Regions from separate parts of the Mus musculus genome. Here all the other regions are linked to region 1. Evidence: chromatin contacts called from public Micro-C, promoter capture Hi-C and targeted proximity ligation data. All regions are on one chromosome and are shown on one strand. The core of a region is the stretch at or near the end of the contact, and the rest is flanking DNA. Distances in the headings are between cores, read along the strand shown. Region 1 holds the start of Pcsk5 (proprotein convertase subtilisin/kexin type 5). Region 2 holds the start of Foxb2 (forkhead box B2). Region 3 holds the start of Trpm6 (transient receptor potential cation channel, subfamily M, member 6). Region 4 holds the start of D030056L22Rik (RIKEN cDNA D030056L22 gene). Region 5 holds the start of Carnmt1 (carnosine N-methyltransferase 1). Region 6 holds the start of Ostf1 (osteoclast stimulating factor 1). Region 7 has its middle 63 kb from the start of Ostf1.

Region 1 (2,560 bases), core at 24-2,523:
TGCTTTTCTCATCTACCTCTTGATCTGTAATGTATGGGCATTGTTATTTGAATTTGTTTGAAAGAAAAAAAATATAATCTATTTATACAATATGCAAAATCTATAAAATTTATGCTCCAAGGTGCTAGTAGATTTAAGCTTGCAGATATCCTTCAGACAGTTAAATCATCCTGAGATGGGTTAATCTCAGACACAGTCAACTAGTCTTTAGGAAGAATGACAAGGGATTGGAAGAGGAGAGGGATAGGATGTGAGGGCTTCGGACAGCTGCTTCTTTTAAGGTTAGGCAAACCATTTCATAAAGACCAATTTTTCTTTTTACAAGAAACTACTCTTTGGCCCCTCACCTGCAAAAGACAAGGTGGTTAGAGAAGTCTGAAGAAGGCCAGACACCATTCCCTGTTGTGTCTGAAGTCATGGTACTTTAACGCAGACTTGGTGGCATTTCATCTGACTTCCTCTGTGGTCCTTTTTATATTACTCTCCCCCTCTGCTCTGGTGACATACTTGGAAAGTTGGAAAACTCTCCTTGCTGAGGTAAATGAAGCCCTTGGAGATAAGGACACAGAAACGAATGACCGAATGGCCGCTCCCTTGGAACCCACACTTATCCGTTCTCTAGTACTGTAGATATTCATAGAAATATCTTTCCATGCTCTAAGCAGGGATTTCACCCTCCTGTGATGTTGCTGCTGAGTATCAGAATGGCTGATCTCCCAAGTCAACAGGCGACAGACTTTTGGCTTTGGCTTTTGTAAGAGTGAATGATACTTAACTGTCCTGTGTGACAGCTTCTCCGGGGAGCAGAATGCGCAAAATAAACAGTTACTGAAAAGCATAAAGAATTAGTGAAGTGAAAATCTCGATATTTGTTTTGAAATTGAGACAGGAGTGACCTTAAAATGCTCAGTCCTGGGCGTTTAGCGCCGGGATGAATGAATCTTTGCCCATACTTCCCTCTCATTATCCTGTAAATCTTAGACTTTCCAGAGTAACGGGAAATTAATTCAAATGCAGCCCGGCGGAATAAAAAGGATAGAAATCAAGACTCCGGAGGCACTCTCCTCTCAGCCCTTTGGGGAGAGGACTTCACTGGCCCGACCCTGGAGTTTACAGCAGGGAGAACAGGGAGGCGCTAGGACCTGGGTGGCTCCTGGCTGAGGCCCCGCTCGTGAGGGCGGAGGAGTAGAGGAGGAGGGAGATGTGGGAAAGGAGGGGTGCTCCGGGGGGCGGGGGAGTCATTTATGCGGAGCGGGCGCCGCTGCCGTCGCCACTCACAGTCCCGGCGCGCTGCTCGGAGCCGGAGGGAGCGCAGCGAGAGGGCGAGCGAGCGAGCGAGCGCTTGGAGCCGGGTTCAGCAGAGGGGGCGCCCGGCCGCTGCTTGCGCTCCGGCCGGTCGTTTCCACGGAGCTCCAGGGCCGGAGAGGAGCAAGAGGCAAACGAAGAGTCCAAGAGCAAAGCCGGGAGAGCCCGCGGCGGAGGCTCCAGTCCCACTCCGCCGCCTCCCGTGCAAGCCGGGGAGCGATCGCTCAACGCCCCGCCGGCCCAGAGCCCGTCACCCCGTCCCCTCTGCCCCAGGCATGGTCTAAGAGCCTGAGAGGGGCTAGCTGTTCTGCTCTGCTCCCGGGCTCTCAGCCTCCTACCGACCGCTCCCGGCTGCGCGCCCCGCCGGCCCAGGCCGGAGAAGTTAGTTGTGCGCGCTGCTTAGCGCGCGAGCCAGCGGGCGGGCGAAGGCGGCGAAGCGTCGGGACCATGGACTGGGACTGGGGGAACCGCTGCAGCCGCCCGGGACGGCGGGACCTGCTGTGCGTGCTGGCACTGCTCGCCGGCTGTCTGCTCCCGGTATGCCGGACGCGCGTCTACACCAACCACTGGGCAGTGAAGATCGCCGGCGGCTTCGCGGAGGCAGATCGCATAGCCAGCAAGTACGGATTCATCAACGTAGGACAGGTAACCAACCCCCGGTGACACAGGCTCTGCACCCAGAAGCTAGTCGTTTGGGGGCTTCTTGTCCCCTCCGCTTCGACCCCTCCCCCTTTTCCAGATGTGCTTCTGCAGCTGTGGCCCGAACTCTAGGGCGATGCTCTCTCCAACGCGCTCGTTGCACAGTCACACACATGCCCCGAAGTTGCTGGGATCTCTGTTTAATTTGTTTTTACAAGCAATGAGGGACAGGTAGGGTCTGTGGAAAATATGGAGTGCCCTTGGACAGGTTGAGACTCGCCTGGACCTTTGGACCTGGGAAGTCCAGAAGCGCTATTTAGCTTGAGGAAATAGCCCTGCGAGTGGCTGTGGCAGGGAAGGTTGAGACTTTTGGAGGCCAAGGAGTGAGAACGCCCCTGGTTCTAACTGGGAGAGAAAAGCCTGGATTAACCTCCTGGGCCACAGAATTGCTGTGCTCTGGAGGGCTTTGAGTGCGGCGTCTGGAAGGGAGGTGGTGGGGAGAGAGGAAGGGGGCGGGACACTGGGAGGGAAGCACGGATTTAGGGGGGTCCTGGCTGCTGCCTCTCTTGGCCAGGATCCAAATGTGGGCCCCCGGAGCTGGGTGGGGAGGAACCTG
Region 2 (2,560 bases), core at 27-2,526, 960 kb after region 1:
AGAGCAATTCGTGCCTCGCTGAACCTGCCAAAAAATGGGCCGATCTGTAGGCCCCAGCTCTTCTTTCTATTGGTTTCCACTTACAACCCTCTGGGCGTCTCTGTTTCTCCAAGAGAAAAGGAGCTGGAGACAAAGGTGCTCCAAACTGGAGACCTAAATGGCTAGGCCACCGGGAAACTAAGGGAGAGTGGGTGAAAAGACTGAATGATAAAGGGAGAGAGCTATGCAAGACCTGACGGGTGAGAAAGCAGTGCCGTGCCCCCTTGCTGTGGAACAGCAGACCCCCACAACTAGACAGTGACCCCTTCTCAGTGGTCAGACGGCTGAAGCCTGGGCTGGCAAGCGGGAAGTGAAAGCGAAGGGTCGGGGTGACCAGTGGAAATGGAGAAGGGGCGGAGACGAGAAATTGTGCCTTCTTGCCCCTTCTTCAGCAAAAGAAGAGGCTGTGGAGGCGGCGGCGGCGGAGTCCCTCAGCCTCGGTCATGTGATAGTCTCGAAGCGCAAGCTGCAGGGGTCTCGGCGTCTCGGGGACCATTACAAAACGCAGCCAGGAGAGCGCGTCGCTGCCACAGCAGCGCGTCTTCTCAAAACCCGCGGGGCAGAGCGGCTGCAGCTGCAGCTCAGACGGCTGTTCGGACCGGGCGAGCCGGGTCCTAGCCTGTCTACGCAGACGCCCCCTGCAGCCTGCGGCTAGCTCCGGGAGTTCTGACACCGTCCCCTCCATAGAGCCTGACGGTGGGCGCCGCTGCTGTAGACAGCACCAAACTTTTTTCTTGGAACCACCACCTAGAGCTCGGTGCCTCTTCCATTTTCAGCTTGCCTGCAGATCTCCTGAAAAAAGAGGGTACGTACGTACAGTAGCGGATAGGAAAGTGCGCGCTCCCTCTCTCTCTTCTTACCCTGTCTACCCCTTTTTGTAAGATTTGAACTCCAGCGCGGACAGACCCAGTACCAGGTCAGCTTCCAGGGTCGAAAGATCGGTCACCAGTGGCCTCGGGACAGCTAGTGTGGACTCGAGCTTAAAAAGCCAGTCTTCATTATCCAGTTGGTTTGATCTGAGCTGCCTTTGTACCGATAAAGGGAAAAGAGACCAAAAAGAAACTCATTCCACAGCCTTTCGCTCCAGAGCTCAAGTCTAGTCATCCAAGAGGAGGACGAGACGGAGAAAAGCAAGGTAAAGCTGGCGAGTCTCTCTGGCTACTGTGAGGGCCTGCCCACGACAGTCAAGACCAGAAGTTGTGAGCGCCATAAAACTGTATTGGCTCAAAAAGCCAATTGCGGGGACCCGGGGCAGCTCCCCGAAGGAGGAGGACCAAGGCAAAAGGGGTCTGGGGACCAAGAAAGCTGGGGATCAGGCTGCGCAGGTGGAGAGAGAATTAGTGGGGACACTTAAGCCTGGTATCCGGCTTTCCGAGAGGCGTTAAGGCCCACTGTGGGCCGGACGGAAGTGGAAGAGCCTGGGAAGATGCCACGGCCAGGGAAGAGTTCCTACAGCGACCAAAAGCCGCCCTACTCTTACATCTCACTGACCGCCATGGCCATCCAGCATTCGGCTGAGAAGATGCTGCCTCTGAGCGACATCTACAAGTTCATCATGGAGCGCTTCCCCTACTACCGCGAGCACACGCAGCGCTGGCAGAACAGCCTGCGCCACAACCTCTCCTTCAACGACTGTTTCATCAAGATCCCTCGGAGGCCGGACCAACCCGGTAAGGGCAGCTTCTGGGCGCTACACCCTGACTGCGGTGACATGTTCGAGAACGGCAGCTTCCTGCGGCGCCGCAAGCGCTTCAAGGTGCTACGCGCAGACCACGCTCACCTACACTCAGGAAGCAGCAAGGGCGCGCCCGGCACGGGGCCAGGAGGTCACCTGCATCCCCACCATCCCCACCACGCACACCACCACCACCACCATCACCACCACGCCGCACACCATCACCACCATCACCACCCGCCGCAGCCGCCCCCGCCGCCGCCGCCGCACATGGTGCCCTATTTCCACCAGCAGCCGGCTCCGGCTCCGCAGCCTCCACACCTCCCGTCGCAGCCCGCGCAGCAGCCACAGCCGCAGTCGCAGCCTCCGCAGACGTCCCATCCCGGCAAGATGCAGGAGGCGGCGGCCGTGGCGGCGGCCGCAGCAGCGGCGGCGGCCGCAGCGGTGGGCAGCGTGGGGCGTCTGTCTCAGTTCCCACCCTACGGGCTGGGCTCGGCCGCCGCCGCCGCCGCTGCAGCCGCCGCGTCCACCACAGGCTTCAAACATCCGTTCGCCATAGAGAACATCATCGGGCGGGACTACAAGGGCGTGCTGCAGGCTGGAGGGTTGCCTTTGGCGTCGGTCATGCACCACTTGGGCTACCCCGTGCCGGGCCAGCTCAGCAATGTTGTCGGCTCCGTGTGGCCTCATGTTGGCGTGATGGATTCGGTAGCCGCGGCTGCCGCTGCTGCCGCCGCAGCTGGGGTCCCGGTAGGCCCGGAGTATGGGGCATTCGGGGTGCCAGTCAAGGCTCTGTGCCACTCGGCAAACCAGAGCCTGCCAGCTGTACCGGTGCCCATCAAGCCC
Region 3 (2,560 bases), core at 39-2,538, 910 kb before region 1:
CCTGATAACGAAGAATTATCTCCAGGTGTCACAGGGGATAGAGAGAACCAGTTCCTGAAGCTGTCCTCGGCTCTCATGGCATCCCGCGGTAATTCACATGATAGTGCTTACCGGGACAAAGAAACTGAAGACTACATTTTCCCTGAGCAGTTAAGAGTGACGCTGTTATGTAGAACAAACCATCACCAGCACGTGTATGACTAGATGATCCCTGCTCTCTCTATGCCTTGACATGACGTCACATCTCAATTCTACTTTTCTCCCTCAGTTTCATTTTCTCCCCCAAAGGAAGGAGGTTGGGGGAAGAGTGATGCCATTTAAGACACTACAGAATTATTGGCAGGATGAAACAGTTAAGTCAGGCCTGATGATGCAGACCTGTTGTCCCAGCTACTGAAAGACGCTGAACAGGCTGCGAATGTAGCTCCATGGTAGAGAGCTTGGATACTGGAGGTCCTAGGACCAATCCCCAGTACAGGAGGAAAAGGAACGCTCTTGCAACTTTGTCAAACACATTAAACATTATCACATCCCACTTAATCTTCAAATAGTACTTTCCAGTTGCTCCAAATGTGAAAGCTGAAGCAAATAACAAAACTTTCAGGGTTACAGGTGGTGATGGAGCAGAGACGTCAGTTCAAACTGCCTGAGAAGAGACCAAAAAAATGTGTCCTATCAGCCCGCCCGGGTTGAAATGAGCCAATGTGTGTGGCAAGCCTGAACTCTGCCTGCACACTTCGGGAACAATAAATAATACTATTTCTCACACAAAGTGTGGAAGTAAAGAAGAACCCGTAAAGGTGACAGGCAGCTTGTTCCCCGGTTGTCCTATAGGACACCCAGCCAGGCACAGCACCTCAAGCGCTGGGCTAGGCGCTGTCACTCTCCAGGATCTAGGAACCTTGATCCCATGCAGGAGCCCCGCAGTAACAGGGACAGGGGCCAATGCGAACATCTTCAGGCCCAACTTTTTACCTTGACCTGCATTCTCACCACCACAGGAGCCGAAGCGACAGCGAATTCCTCCTCGTCCGGGACACCTCCCAGGACTCGATTCCTCCTGGACTCGGACTCCGGAGTCCGGGACTCACACGCGCGCCCTGCCGCCTCGACCCTGGGTTCGGTTTCCGCTCGGCCCTGACCCAGCTCCAGGCCGGTCCCAACTCCCGGAAGAAAGACTGCGGGTCCTGCCCTTCGGAAGGGTCCACGCGGTTGCCAAAACCTCAGCTACGATAATCATGTTCGGGTGGAGACTAGAGGACTTGAAAGCTAGCATTTCGCAAATCCTACCTATTCGAGATCGCAGTTAGATACGCGTGCGCCTGGCTCCACCCACTGCCACCTGGGGCCCTGGGCCTGACCCCTGTTCATAGGAGAGCACTCAGCTGCAGGTCCGGCTTTCATCCTAGATTTTTCCAGGCCAGCAACCAAAACAATGTCTGAGCTTTTGACTGTGGAATCAATCTGGGCTCCACCTGCACATGGACGCTGTCTTTTACAGCCCTGAGGAGTTTTCACAATGCCTGTTGGGCTCTGTTAACGCCTCTGTAGGAAAGACATGACTCCAAAGAAGTTTGGCTGCTGATCAGGTATGGTCACTGTCATCAGACAAATTTTAGATTCTTGGGTCAGAGCTTTAGGTGAGGAGACGGTCGGTTTACGTTCTCTGTGTTTCTGAAATGCCCATGAGTTGCTGAGCATGACGAGAGACTCTTCCGGGCCTCAGTTTACTTACCTATACAGAGAGAATAATAAAGAAAACCCACCTTTCTCACAGAGACTACACTGAACAAACACAGTGACCTTGCTTTATTTATGAAGTGTCATACGGGGCTGGTGAGATGGCTCAGTGGGTAAGAGCACCCGACTGCTCCTCCTCTGAAGGTCCGGAGTTCAAATCCCAGCAACCACATGGTGGCTCACAACCATCCATAATGAGATCTGACTCCCTCTTCTGGAGTGTCTGAAGACAGCTACAGTGTACTTACATATAATAAATAAATAAGTCTTTAAAAAAAAAAAAAGAAGTATCATACAAACGCTCTCCGTTATTTTGGGGAAGAGCTTTCTCTGACTAGGTAGGCAATCTTGACCAAGACTATGGTCAGTGATTTCCAATGTATCTCTATGTATTGGAAGAGGAGACATATGGGAGACATGATACTCAGGGGATTACACATACTATAATGAACAATACTAGGCATTTATGACTTTAAATTAGTGACACCTACTATTTAGTCCAGTCCAAATTTTTGCCTGGTGAGCTCACACTTGCCGACACAGTTAATAAAATTTGTTTCCTCATTTATTTCTCTGTGTGGTTTCAGTGACTTTTTTTTTTTTTTTTTTGCCTTGTTAGTAAATCAGTATGTTGGTATCTTGATGCTTTGTCTATTAAGAAATGAAAAGTCCTTTCCTCTCGTTTACCTCCTCAAATTGTTAATGATCTATAGACAGGCACAGATGCTCTTATAAGGCAAAGCAGAGTCTTCTGACTTGTTCCTTCAGAGATCATCTCTGTTAACACTCTTCACAGCCCTAAGGCCTGGGAATTCAACCA
Region 4 (2,560 bases), core at 21-2,520, 880 kb before region 1:
AATTTCCGTTATCTTATCAACTTTGTTATAAAATAACTAGAAAAGGACACTGAGCAGACGCATGCCAAGGTGGCTGAGTTTGGCGAGCTCTAAGAATCACCCTTGCTTCTTCACCTCATGCTCCACCAACTTATGCAAGAACTGCTTTAAAGAAGGCTCTTGAGTCCCTAAGTCGGGCCAATGCTGTGCGATACATATATAGTATGGGTTATAACTCACTCGAAGGCCGGGCAGTGGTGGCCCACGCCTTTAATCCCAGCACTTGGGAGGCAGTGGCAGGCGGATTTCTGAGTTCAAGGCCAGCCTGGTCTACAGAGTGAGTTCCAGGACAGCCAGGGCTACACATAGATAAACCCTGTCTGAAAAAGCAAAACACTCACTTTAAGTTTTCTAGTCACGTGTCTAAAAATAAAATTAACAAACAGTACACCCAATATGCGGCAAGTTGCTTCGTGTGTAACACAGTTCAGAACCCGACCCTTTATCTTAAAACATATTTGGCGCTCCTACTCTTCTTACACTTAAAACACATAAGTTTGGTCAAGTTATATTTCTAGTGTATTCTGTCTGATCACATGGCTAGCGGCTACCAAAACAAAGCAGCGGAGAGGACAGTGAGTCCAACAATCCATTCTCACAGCACTGAACATTAGGAGTTAACAGGTCCTCTGATGAATGCTACTGGAAAGCATGCTAGAAGTTCTACAGCATTCCCCATCAAATTAAACGCCTCTCTCCCGTTGGTCACTGAGCTGACCCTCTAGGGTCCAGCCCGTCTGGCCCACTCGATGGCCCGACTTCCGCGGCCTGGCACCGAGCTCCGGGCTAGTGAGTAGCGGACCTACCTGGCTGTGCACCCCGTCGGCTACCTGCGGGCTGCCCGCGCTTTCTACTCTGTCGCCGCCGCCCGCGGCCCGGGGTTCCTCCTGCTCGCCAGGAGGTGGCTCTCCGGGCTCCCGGCTACAGCCCTGCAGCTCCTGTCTGTCGTCCCCGCCGCCGCGTCGCTTGCGGGGCGCAGACGCAGGCTCCGCCATGATCCCCGCGTCCCCCTGGCGCTTGAGGGGCCGAGCCGTCCCAGACGGCGGGACCCAGAGCGGCGGCTCCTCGGGGAAGTCGCTGAGCAGGAGCCGCTTCCAAGGCACGCGGAACGTGAGCGGCTCAGCCGCACGCCGCTTGGCCATGGGCCAGGGACGAGGGTCGCGCGGGCGGCGGGCGGAGGGCGAAGGGCAGCGCAGAGCTCGGCTGTCCCGAGGGCGGACGAGACGTTGTGGGGGAGCCACCGCGCAGCGCCGGAGTTTCGAACCTGCGCCGTGATGCGCGCGCACCTGCGCCCATCCAGCACAGCCGCTGGTTGGTGGAGGCTCGCGGTTCGCGTTCCCGAGCGCCCTTGCGGCCGGAAGTGCGCCCTCTGAGGGGGCGGGGCATGGGGATGTGGATGGAAGGAGGCCGCTACCCCCTGGCGGCCTTCTTTTGACTTGCACGGTTGTTCGCATTCCCCTGTGTGTGCGCCTCTCGGTCCCCAAGCGAGGACTCGGGCAGGAGCGGCCGAAAGACTCCGCGGCCTCAGAGGTCCCAGCGGCAAGTGCGCTGGGGCCCTTTCCTCTGTGCTGCGATCCTGGGGCGGCGGAAGTGTCTGCTTAGCCCGCAGCGGCCTGCAGGTTCCAGGACCTCTCCAGTGGGTGGTGTCTTGGCAGAAAAATGTAAACCGTGGCAGAAATAAGTCCGTACTTTTTTTTTTTTTTTTTTTTTTGGTAAAAAGCAAAAAGTAACTAAAGGATAGGGTGCTTGCCTACCATGCCCAAGGCCTTAGATTCTATCCCCAGTGCTGCAAGGATAAGGAGAAAACGCAGTAACCAAACAAAACTAAGGAAAAAACAAAACAAACAAAAAGAAACCAAGCCCATCAACGCTCCGGAGAAACATTCTTTCTAGGGCATGGTAGAGCTGTTTTAGCTGATAGGTACTGTGTATGGGTGTATTTATGAATATGCGCCATGTGCATGCTTAAATATCTCTAGATGTAGTTGTAAGCCATCTACACAGAGAAACTTCCTTCCAGCACTGGGGATTGAACCTACGGCCTTGGGCATGGGAGGCAAGATCTCTATCCTTGAGTTACTTTTTGCTTTTACCGAAAGACTAAAATACTGGCTCAAACAAACCCATCACGGTTTGCATTGGTGGGAGGACAGCAAATAACCAACAAGCACAAACAGCGTTATCGGTAGTGTACAGAAAGTTCTGTTTGATCGCTCCATTTCCTGTTTGCACTTGGTAATTCTTCCACCTGGAACAAATGATAAATTCGCCATTGCCATTTTCACACTAGTGACACAGATGATTTGTTGTGCGGAGACCATGTTCCAACACAATAGAATACAACATGGGCAGGTGTGTTCCTTCTGTTCTCCAGAATCTTGCTGCCCTCCCCCCACCCCGCCCCTCATTCCTTGTGATACTTAGCATTATGTACACAAGGTAGTATAAAGCATATGCATAGCTAAAATGACCGTAACACGCAAGTGTCCCTGCCTGGCTTCAGAAGGGAAAGAGCATCTGT
Region 5 (2,560 bases), core at 39-2,538, 830 kb before region 1:
CCTGACACTCTGTAACCATCAGATCCTAAATAACTGTTCAATTCAAAACAGTAACAAAGTAATAGAACCACCGCGCAAGACTGATTAGGGCTGTTGGGGGAGTGTCCTCTTTTGCCACTATGTTTTATTTTTAAAATAGAGCTTCAACAGCATTGCCAAACACAGTGCCATAAAAGTAAGGTTCGTCCTTGCCCTCGATGGGAGTCAGACCTGGGCAAAGAGTTACATATATAAACAACTGTAATACAAATAGCAACAGAGTACCACCTAGGTTGGTTTGATCCGCACACGAGGTCACGCTCATCTCTCTGGTTCTAACCACAGGTTCAGAACACAGTGGACTGTGTCGCTTACGGATATAAATGTACTAACTCTCCTTGCCCAAAACCCCGGGTGCACGAAGACGCGAACAGATCTGTACTTGGGCATTCTCATTGGGCTATCTGAACACCTATCCAGACCATATGTAGAAGTTAGGAAGCTGCGATACGAATGGAGAGCCTACAGAAGAGTCCCACAACCATGCCTAGCCCACGAGAGGAATTCCGTACTTACTCGCAGACCACAAGAACATAAAGCCGGCTCCGGTGCCCGCTCTCTTTTTTCCTTACCAAGATGCACATTTTGCAACTCCGGGATCTCTTCCTCCCTCCACCATCCGGTCAGAGCCACTCGGCAGCACCGTTCAGTTCTCTACAAAAAGTGCACACTCGCTCCGGCGGCTCCGGGTGAGGTGGGAGGCAGCCCCACGGGACCGCCCGCGCGCAGGTGACCGCGGGCTCCGCGAACCAGCCACGAGGCGGGCCCCGAGACTGCGGCGTGCGGGCGGGCGGGCGCGCCTTACCCGTAGTAGCGGAACGCGTTGATGACCTTCCAGAAGTGCTCGCGCTCCAGCCGCTCCTCGTCCTCGGCGGTGCCGCGCGCCGGGGGCCCCGCAGGCGCGGCCGAGCCCAAACGCCCGGCGGAGAACTGCACCTCCACGTCCTCGCTTCGCCCGCCGTCCTGGGCCGGTTGAGACGCGGGCGGAGCGCGCTGTCGTCGCTGCATCGCCGCCGCGGCCCACGGCGTGACCCGCCTGCGCTTCCCGGCTCCCGAGTGCGTGGTGGCGAACGGCCGGGCCTCCTCTAGACGGCGCCGGCCGCGGCCGAGGCCCCCGCTCGCGGCACGCCCCGCCCCCGCCGCCCTCAGGCCTCCATTCGCGCTGCGCTCCGCCAGGGTTTCGGGACCCGCGCACGCGCCGACGACCAGGCTAAGGCCGCGGCCGCCCGCGTTCATTCGCTGCCGGGCTTCCGCTACGACGCGCTGACGTCCGAATACGCTTAGAGGGCGGGGTCTAGGGCCAGCTGGAGGAGGAGCTCCTTTGCTGGGGGCGGTGCTAGAGCAGCAGGCACCAATGAGAGCCAGTGGGCGGGGCCACGAATCTGGCCCGCTGGAGTGGGACGGGCTCTGAGGCTGGAAAGGAAGGGCAAGAGAAAGAAAAAGTGGGTTTTCAGGAATTGATTTTGAATGTTTTAACTTTAGAAACTCAAAAAGGCAAGGTCTTAAGTTAGCCCTTGAAACTCGTTTTCTAAGTGGATTCCCTTTAAGCACCCATGAAGGCACAATTAAGAGTGCTTCAGGGAAAAGTCCAAGTTGCAGAATCAGAAGACATTCCATTAGCTGGGAGATGAACCAGAGTCAGTGTTTCCAATCAAACCTTCAGAAAACTGAGAAGCAAGCCCTGAAGGTTTGTGAGCTGGTCGCTCGTCTTGTAAATTCACTCCACAATGACATCAGTGACCTCCTTGCTCAGGATGTCATGGCTATGGGAATAGTTACTGGCAGCATAGCATCTTCCTCGCCTGTGATGAGCTACTCGAGATAGAAATGTAGCAGAGCCCCAGATCTTAGAAGGCCCTGAGACCTTAGCTCACCTGAATCTATGATGAAGTGCCGTTAAGGCTGTAAAACTCAGCACACAGACAGCACCACTGCCAAAGTAAAACAAAGGCTGAATCCATCAAAGTCCATAGCTCCGGGGAAGTCTGTAAATGTACTTGCTTTTTAGCTCTTGGACGTCTGCTTCTGGCTACCTGTTCTTGCTAACTTTAGTGTGTCAACCCAAAACATAATTTTTGTGTATAAAGGTCATCCTGCAAGAGGCTCACTGCTACACTGGGATCCCGAACATCCGGTGTCGTCAATGGCCGGCTAATCGAGCTTTCCATTGGCTTAAACCCATGTCTGAACAGTCCTCTCTGGTGGACACCTCACAACAGAAGAACTGACAGTAGGCGTTAGTGTGATCTTCATCCGTGACTGAGTTCCAATTCTACAAACACTGCTCTGAGCCCTTGCCTCTTGCCAGTGCCTGTCTCCCCAAATAAGGTGAATAGGGTCTTCTCAACAATGGCCCTGTCACTTGGTATCTTGTCATAAAACTGGATACCATGTCCCAGGAAGTAGAGCCCTCAGCAGGGATTGCCCATCTGGACTCCAGTCTTGTCAAAGTGGATACATACAGATGCTCTCATAAACCTGAGACTGGTAGCACTCTGTGCCAACAGAGGAATTAGAGGAT
Region 6 (2,560 bases), core at 20-2,519, 790 kb before region 1:
TAATTTCAACTTTGAACCCTTTTGGTAAGCAGAAATCCCCCACAGGTAGAGTTCCTGGTAAGCAAGGCCTGGGGGCATAGCCATGACCAAGCTCCTGCTAACCTTTGCCCCTTGAAGTTTCAGTCACTTTTTTCCCCGTAAATTAACCTTCAATAGACATGTTGAAGGTCCATTTTGTGGAGGTTCTTTTTTAAAAAGTTGCTTTCTTACATTTGTATCTAGGTTGCGGTGCATGTGTGTGGGCAGGTGCATGCCATGGTTCACCACAGAACACATGCTCAGGTCATAGGTCTCCTGGGAGTTCTCTTTCCAAAGTGTGGGTGCTAGAGGCTGAACTCTGCTCATCAGGTTTGGCAGCAGGGGCAGCTGGACCATTGTGCTGACCCTGTAGTTTCTTACATAACCAGTATTTTCATTTTTATTACCCCTAATATACAATAGGCATATAATATTGACTGTGACATTGTGAGTTTACTTATGTGTGAACATAAACTCTCGTGTTGGGCAACTTGTATAAAGTACCAGCCAGTAGTATAGTTTTGACTTCGCGGGTAACTATTCAACTCTGAAATTGTAATAAGAAAGCCAATGCATAAGCAAACGAGCATGCTGTGTTCTAATAAAATTTTATGGTCACGGAAATCTAAGTTTCCCCTAACTTTCGTGTGCCACAAAATACTATGCTTTTGTCTCAGCTATTTAAAAAACGCCAAAAGCACTGTTAGAAGTCTTTATAAAAGCCAGGCAGCAAGTGGGTTGGAGTTTGTTAACCAGATGCTGTAGAAAAAGCTGTCCTGTCCCGTGGGGGATCAAGACCCGATTCTCCAGCTAGCAAATGTGGGGTCTCCTACAGCTAGCAGTGTCTAGTTGCTTTTTAGGAGCATCTAAGTCCCACCGCGGTTTCCCTAGACACGATCAGGTTCCTGGTACATACAGCGAAGGAGACTCTTGAAGATTCCCAGGCCTCGCCGTGTGTACGCAGCAGGCAGTGGGTACTCACCGAAGCGGGTTCGAATCCTTCCCAGCAGGGTCGCAGAGCAAGCTTCAAGAGCGTTTCATGCCTACCACTGCCCGGTGCTCACCTAGGCAGCGAAGTCCACTGCGCTTTCATAGCCTCCCCTACGCAGGGCCTGAGGGCGTGGCTACTGTAAAGCTCCTCCCCCAAGAGAAAGGCGGGGCTCCGGCGTGCCGGAGCAGGCTGGACCTCTGAGGTTCGGCCGGGCTCCCCGCCGCAGCCAATCAGCAGCCGGCGAGGCGCGGCCACTTCCTGGTGGGAAGGCCGGGCTGTCTGCGGAGCTCGCTGGTCCGAGTGTCCCGCATCGGGTTGCGCGCGGATCCGGAGCGGCCGCGGCCAGCGCAGGCTTGGCGCCCAGTTCTCGTGTGCGTGTGGGGCTCCCGCGGCTGAGCCTGGTCGCTCCGTGTAGCGCCATGTCCAAGCCACCTCCCAAACCGGTCAAACCAGGTAAGAGTGGTGTGCGCTGCGCGTGCGGGTCTCCAGGCTGCGGGACCCGGTGCTCGAGTTCCCGAGGAGCGTCCTCGGACTCTGTCCACACGGCTCGCCAGGACGTTCTAGCGGTGTGGTGGCAGCACCTCGGTCGCGGCCACTTCCTCATATTTCGCCCTGTCGCTGTCAAGTTGGAGTTCTTGACCGGCAGGCGAACGGGAAGTGCGCTGCGGCTGGGTGGGGTTTGCGCCCGGGCTGGAGCGGGCCAGGGACCCGAGGTCTCCCGGGAGCTTTGGAGAGCTGCTCGGGCGCTGCCAGCGGGACAGCCGGGCTGCAACCCTCTCGGCTCCTAGCTTTAGGCAGTGTCGCTCTGTCATGCATCCTAGTGTTTTTGCTTAGGGTGACTCTCGCGAACTAAACTGGAGAGAGTACGAAGTTCCTCAAAGCAGTTTTCTTGACCGCCCTTCCTGGTTCACTTTTAAAAACGTTGTTCTTAGAGTGTTTTCTGTGATATGGAGAAACGAGACTAAATAAACTCGTGGGAATTTTCATTTGGATAGGGAATTGACAGGGATCGTAAAAAAATGGGAGATGAATGTTTGATGAATTCCCAGACCCCTTTTCCTAATCTCCTGCAGCTTTGGTATTACAAAGGCTGAAAGCCATTTACATCAACTTTTATAGCTGCTTATGCTGCTGCTTCAGTGATTTTTTTTTTTTTTTTTTTTTGCCCTTGAGGTTGTTTTATTGGTTTTGCTTTGCTTGTTTGTTTGTTTTACTAAAGTGACAGTCACTTCAACTTCAATAATTATCCAGTTTCCTTCTTTTGTGGCAGCATCAAGCCCCTGACTTTGAAAATAATGCACACATATTTGTGAAACAGGCATTCGCTGTCGACGTAAATTCTGTAGGGCCGGAATATGAAGGAAGTGGCTCAGACTGGCTTTGGCCTGAGCAGAGGCTGGGCGGGTGCTGGTTGAGGCTGCCCTCGACGTGAAATCTGAGAAGTTTGCAATTTGCAATTTAGATGCGGATGTATGAGGTGGCAGTTTTGTAAACTCTGCTGTAAGTCAGTAAGTACCTCGAGGGTCCAACTAAGCTGAGTTCTTTGATGGC
Region 7 (2,560 bases), core at 33-2,532, 730 kb before region 1:
AAACCATTTCTAAAGCCCCGAAAATCACAGGGTATGATATATCACAGCAACAACACTGTTTCTTTCAGGCTACCATTTTTTTTATTTATTAATTTTAGTTTTGCTCTTCCTCCCAATTCCTCCCATAACCACCTTCTTCCACCTCTCCCCAACTTTGTGTCCTCTTGTCAAAACAACTATAATCCAATTTGTGCTGCACATATAAACTCCTGGGTGTGGGACAATCCATTTTAATATGGGTGACCTAGTAGGGGCCACACCCTGAAAGAAAACCAACTTTTCTCCAGAAGCCAAGGACTGTGGGTAGATTGTCAGGTGAGGAGTAGAGACCTGTGAACTCTTTCTGCTATGCTAGAATAGTGACTTAGTTGATCTTGGGCAAGCAACTAGAGCTGACCTGAGTTCATGAGTACAGTTGTTCTGTTGTGTCTAGAGAACAGTTAAACTATGGTCCTTTCCAATCTCTACCTCTTATTTTCTTTGATTCTCTGATGCCAATTTAAGACACAAAACTGCCTGGTGTTCTTCTGTCTTCTTTCTGGTAAGAGCCAGTGGTCGCAATAGTTCAGAGAATGGTGGCTAGTGTAGTAAACACTTCAGAAGTGGGGCTGGATTTTAGACAGGCCCAAATTACCATTTCACTTGGGAAAAGTAGAGATTAATTCTTACTCTCTTGAGTCTCTGATGACTTTCGGGACATGCTTCACTGGTAGACAGCAATGATGTGGGCCTCTGGGAACTAGGGCTATGTTATATGAAGTCAGCCAGCTTCTGCTCAGGTCTCTTGGAACCTAGTAGGCAGGGAACCAGAGTAGCCCCCTGGGGAGGACACCAGCCTGTAGCTGAAAGCTGTTGGTCATCTCCCTCTGACAGCTAGGACAAGCATGTCCTAAGTCCAGAAGGGAGCCATCTTGGATTCAGATCCTTCAACCCTTGAGAAATCACCTTAGCTGATACTTGAAGTGGTGTGAATACTCAGGCAATCTTTTACTGTAATCTTGATCTGCAAAACCGTGAGTGAAATAAAATTGCCATATTTAAGCCACCAACTCTTATGGTTATTTGATATCTGTTATGTGTGTCACATAACTACATTTCCCATGCTACTTAATTCTCACAATAACCCTAGGAGTGATGTGCTATTATGTCATTTTGATGGTAATGAACTTGACCCAAAGGTGTTAATTTGCCCAAATGACTAGCTAGCCAGGGTGATGGGAACTGAGTCAAGCTTTGATTGTAGCTCACATCAAACTTTTGAGCTAAGCTGCAAATCAATTGTACTATTTGAGTTTCAGTTTACACAAAAATACAAACTTGCCAAAGGTCATGAGTCTTTCAGAAGTCAGATTGCCTGTTTTTAATCTTCAGATCACAGAGTTTTATAAACCACTGAGACATTTTGGAGATACCCAGCGTGTAAGCTGTCCCCCCTTTCCCTGTATTAATGGAATGGTTACTGGTCTCTGATAGCCACTCAGATCACTTGAGTAACGCACAGAGACGTTTTAAGAGGTAAGAAATGAAACAGAAGCCACAAGTTGCACAACTGCCCCCAGAAGCCATCCTGGCTGTCAAGACTGCCTAAGCCCAAAGGATCTGCATTTGCAGCATAAGCTTTTAGCACCAGCTTATTTACCTTTAGTTCAAGACAAATGCTCAAATGCTTTCTAGTAATTGCAAAGGACTCTTACCACTTAGAGATACGATTCTCGACTGTCCGGCTTTCCTCCTTCTCATACAATTCTGATGTCTCTACATAGACCTTGCCCCTTTCCTTTTGCCCGAAATCCACACTTTGGCAAACCTCCATGCCCCTTAGCACCCTCCCCTAGTGACCTTAGTTGAGACATGTCATCGTTCTCATGAGTGTGAGTCCCATGCTCCAGGAAGCCAATACACCAGCCCCGTTTTTTGGTCACAGCTGCCTTCTATTTGGTGGGTGGAATTTAATGGTGGGAAAAAGCAAGGCATAACAATGAGACATTACACTGAAGGTTTGCCTAGTTTTCTGGGGCATGATTTTTCATAGCTCAGAGGCTGTGAAAATGAGGCCACATTGTTTGCTCTTCAGACTGGCAGTGGCTGCGGTCCCAGTATGCTAGCACATGTCTCTTCTCTGTGAATGTGTACTCCAGTTATTCTTCTGCATGACCACCTGTGGGGCAATGGGCTATGCACAGAGAGCCTGGTCTCCAGTTGAGCATAGGTCTTGAACCCCCGGTGGGATTGGTGGGTGGTAATTTCCACCTACATGGGACAGAAGGCATTCAATCAAGTCTCCTGGACCCCTGGCTCCTGTCAAAGTTACTGTCCCCACAGCCCCCACAGGAGAGGCGCGTGGTTATCTGTCACGTAGACAATGTCCCAAGCTTGTGGCATTCTGGCTAGACTCCTCCCCACAGTTACCTAACAACAGGAAGATAGCCCAGCCTACTATAAGAGAGACTGCTTGGCCCCACCTCTCTCTCTCTTTAAGCTTTCACCTTTCTTATTCTCTAGCTCTCTTTCTCTTTCCCTTCTCCCCTCTCTCCATGTGGCCATGCCCGGTCTCTCTCTC

Evidence for each region. Promoter capture Hi-C pulls out the DNA fragments that hold promoters and counts their contacts. A called contact is a pair of places that touch in the nucleus more often than the background predicts.
Region 2: a contact with region 1 is called in a Micro-C map of embryonic stem cells, with 19 times the contacts expected there. A contact is called at or near these places in 3 of 39 promoter capture datasets (embryonic stem cells and stem cell-derived epiblast-like cells), 15 of 484 Hi-C or Micro-C datasets (all in embryonic stem cells), 6 of 130 datasets of targeted methods (astrocytes and embryonic stem cells) and 1 of 9 other capture datasets (embryonic stem cells).
Region 3: a targeted proximity ligation map of embryonic stem cells shows a contact between it and region 1, with 6 times the contacts expected there. A contact is called at or near these places in 1 of 39 promoter capture datasets (embryonic stem cells) and 2 of 130 datasets of targeted methods (embryonic stem cells and fetal liver).
Region 4: a contact with region 1 is called in a targeted proximity ligation map of astrocytes, with 4 times the contacts expected there. A contact is called at or near these places in 7 of 39 promoter capture datasets (the HPC-7 cell line, cranial neural crest, embryonic stem cells and 3 more), 2 of 484 Hi-C or Micro-C datasets (LSK cells and cardiomyocytes) and 4 of 130 datasets of targeted methods (astrocytes, embryonic stem cells, forebrain and 1 more).
Region 5: a targeted proximity ligation map of cardiomyocytes shows a contact between it and region 1, with 13 times the contacts expected there. A contact is called at or near these places in 4 of 39 promoter capture datasets (cranial neural crest, frontonasal cranial neural crest, hippocampal neurons and 1 more) and 6 of 130 datasets of targeted methods (astrocytes, cardiomyocytes, embryonic forebrain and 3 more).
Region 6: a promoter capture Hi-C map of hippocampal neurons shows a contact between it and region 1, with 5 times the contacts expected there. A contact is called at or near these places in 8 of 39 promoter capture datasets (cranial neural crest, embryonic stem cells, frontonasal cranial neural crest and 5 more), 3 of 484 Hi-C or Micro-C datasets (embryonic stem cells and uterus), 7 of 130 datasets of targeted methods (VIP interneurons, astrocytes, cardiomyocytes and 4 more) and 1 of 9 other capture datasets (embryonic stem cells).
Region 7: a promoter capture Hi-C map of liver shows a contact between it and region 1. A contact is called at or near these places in 7 of 39 promoter capture datasets (cranial neural crest, embryonic stem cells, frontonasal cranial neural crest and 3 more), 11 of 130 datasets of targeted methods (VIP interneurons, cardiomyocytes, embryonic forebrain and 8 more) and 1 of 9 other capture datasets (embryonic stem cells).

The regions. Positions count from the first base shown.
Region 1 is chr19:17,836,345-17,838,904 of GRCm38.p6, reverse strand. It overlaps Pcsk5 (proprotein convertase subtilisin/kexin type 5), which reads left to right and starts at 1,273. Exons shown (of 38, transcript NM_001190483.2): 1 at 1,273-1,950. The coding sequence starts at 1,753.
Region 2 is chr19:16,872,546-16,875,105 of GRCm38.p6, reverse strand. Foxb2 (forkhead box B2) reads left to right here and starts at 1,276. Exons shown (of 1, transcript NM_008023.2): 1 at 1,276-2,560. The coding sequence starts at 1,466.
Region 3 is chr19:18,748,458-18,751,017 of GRCm38.p6, reverse strand. Trpm6 (transient receptor potential cation channel, subfamily M, member 6) reads right to left here and starts at 1,288. Exons shown (of 39, transcript NM_153417.2): 1 at 976-1,288. The coding sequence starts at 987. Gm41814 (a long non-coding RNA gene) reads left to right here and starts at 1,243. Exons shown (of 3, transcript XR_877745.3): 1 at 1,243-1,589; 2 at 2,537-2,560.
Region 4 is chr19:18,711,945-18,714,504 of GRCm38.p6, reverse strand. It overlaps D030056L22Rik (RIKEN cDNA D030056L22 gene), which reads right to left and starts at 1,270. Exons shown (of 2, transcript NM_001374130.1): 1 at 846-1,270. The coding sequence starts at 1,181.
Region 5 is chr19:18,669,487-18,672,046 of GRCm38.p6, reverse strand. It overlaps Carnmt1 (carnosine N-methyltransferase 1), which reads right to left and starts at 1,288. Exons shown (of 8, transcript NM_026120.5): 1 at 845-1,288. The coding sequence starts at 1,047.
Region 6 is chr19:18,630,522-18,633,081 of GRCm38.p6, reverse strand. It overlaps Ostf1 (osteoclast stimulating factor 1), which reads left to right and starts at 1,269. Exons shown (of 10, transcript NM_017375.3): 1 at 1,269-1,462. The coding sequence starts at 1,429. Nmrk1 (nicotinamide riboside kinase 1) reads right to left here and starts at 1,066. Exons shown (of 9, transcript NM_145497.2): 1 at 1,001-1,066.
Region 7 is chr19:18,567,948-18,570,507 of GRCm38.p6, reverse strand. No RefSeq gene overlaps it. Among named protein-coding and RNA genes, the nearest start is that of Ostf1, 63 kb to the left of the region's middle.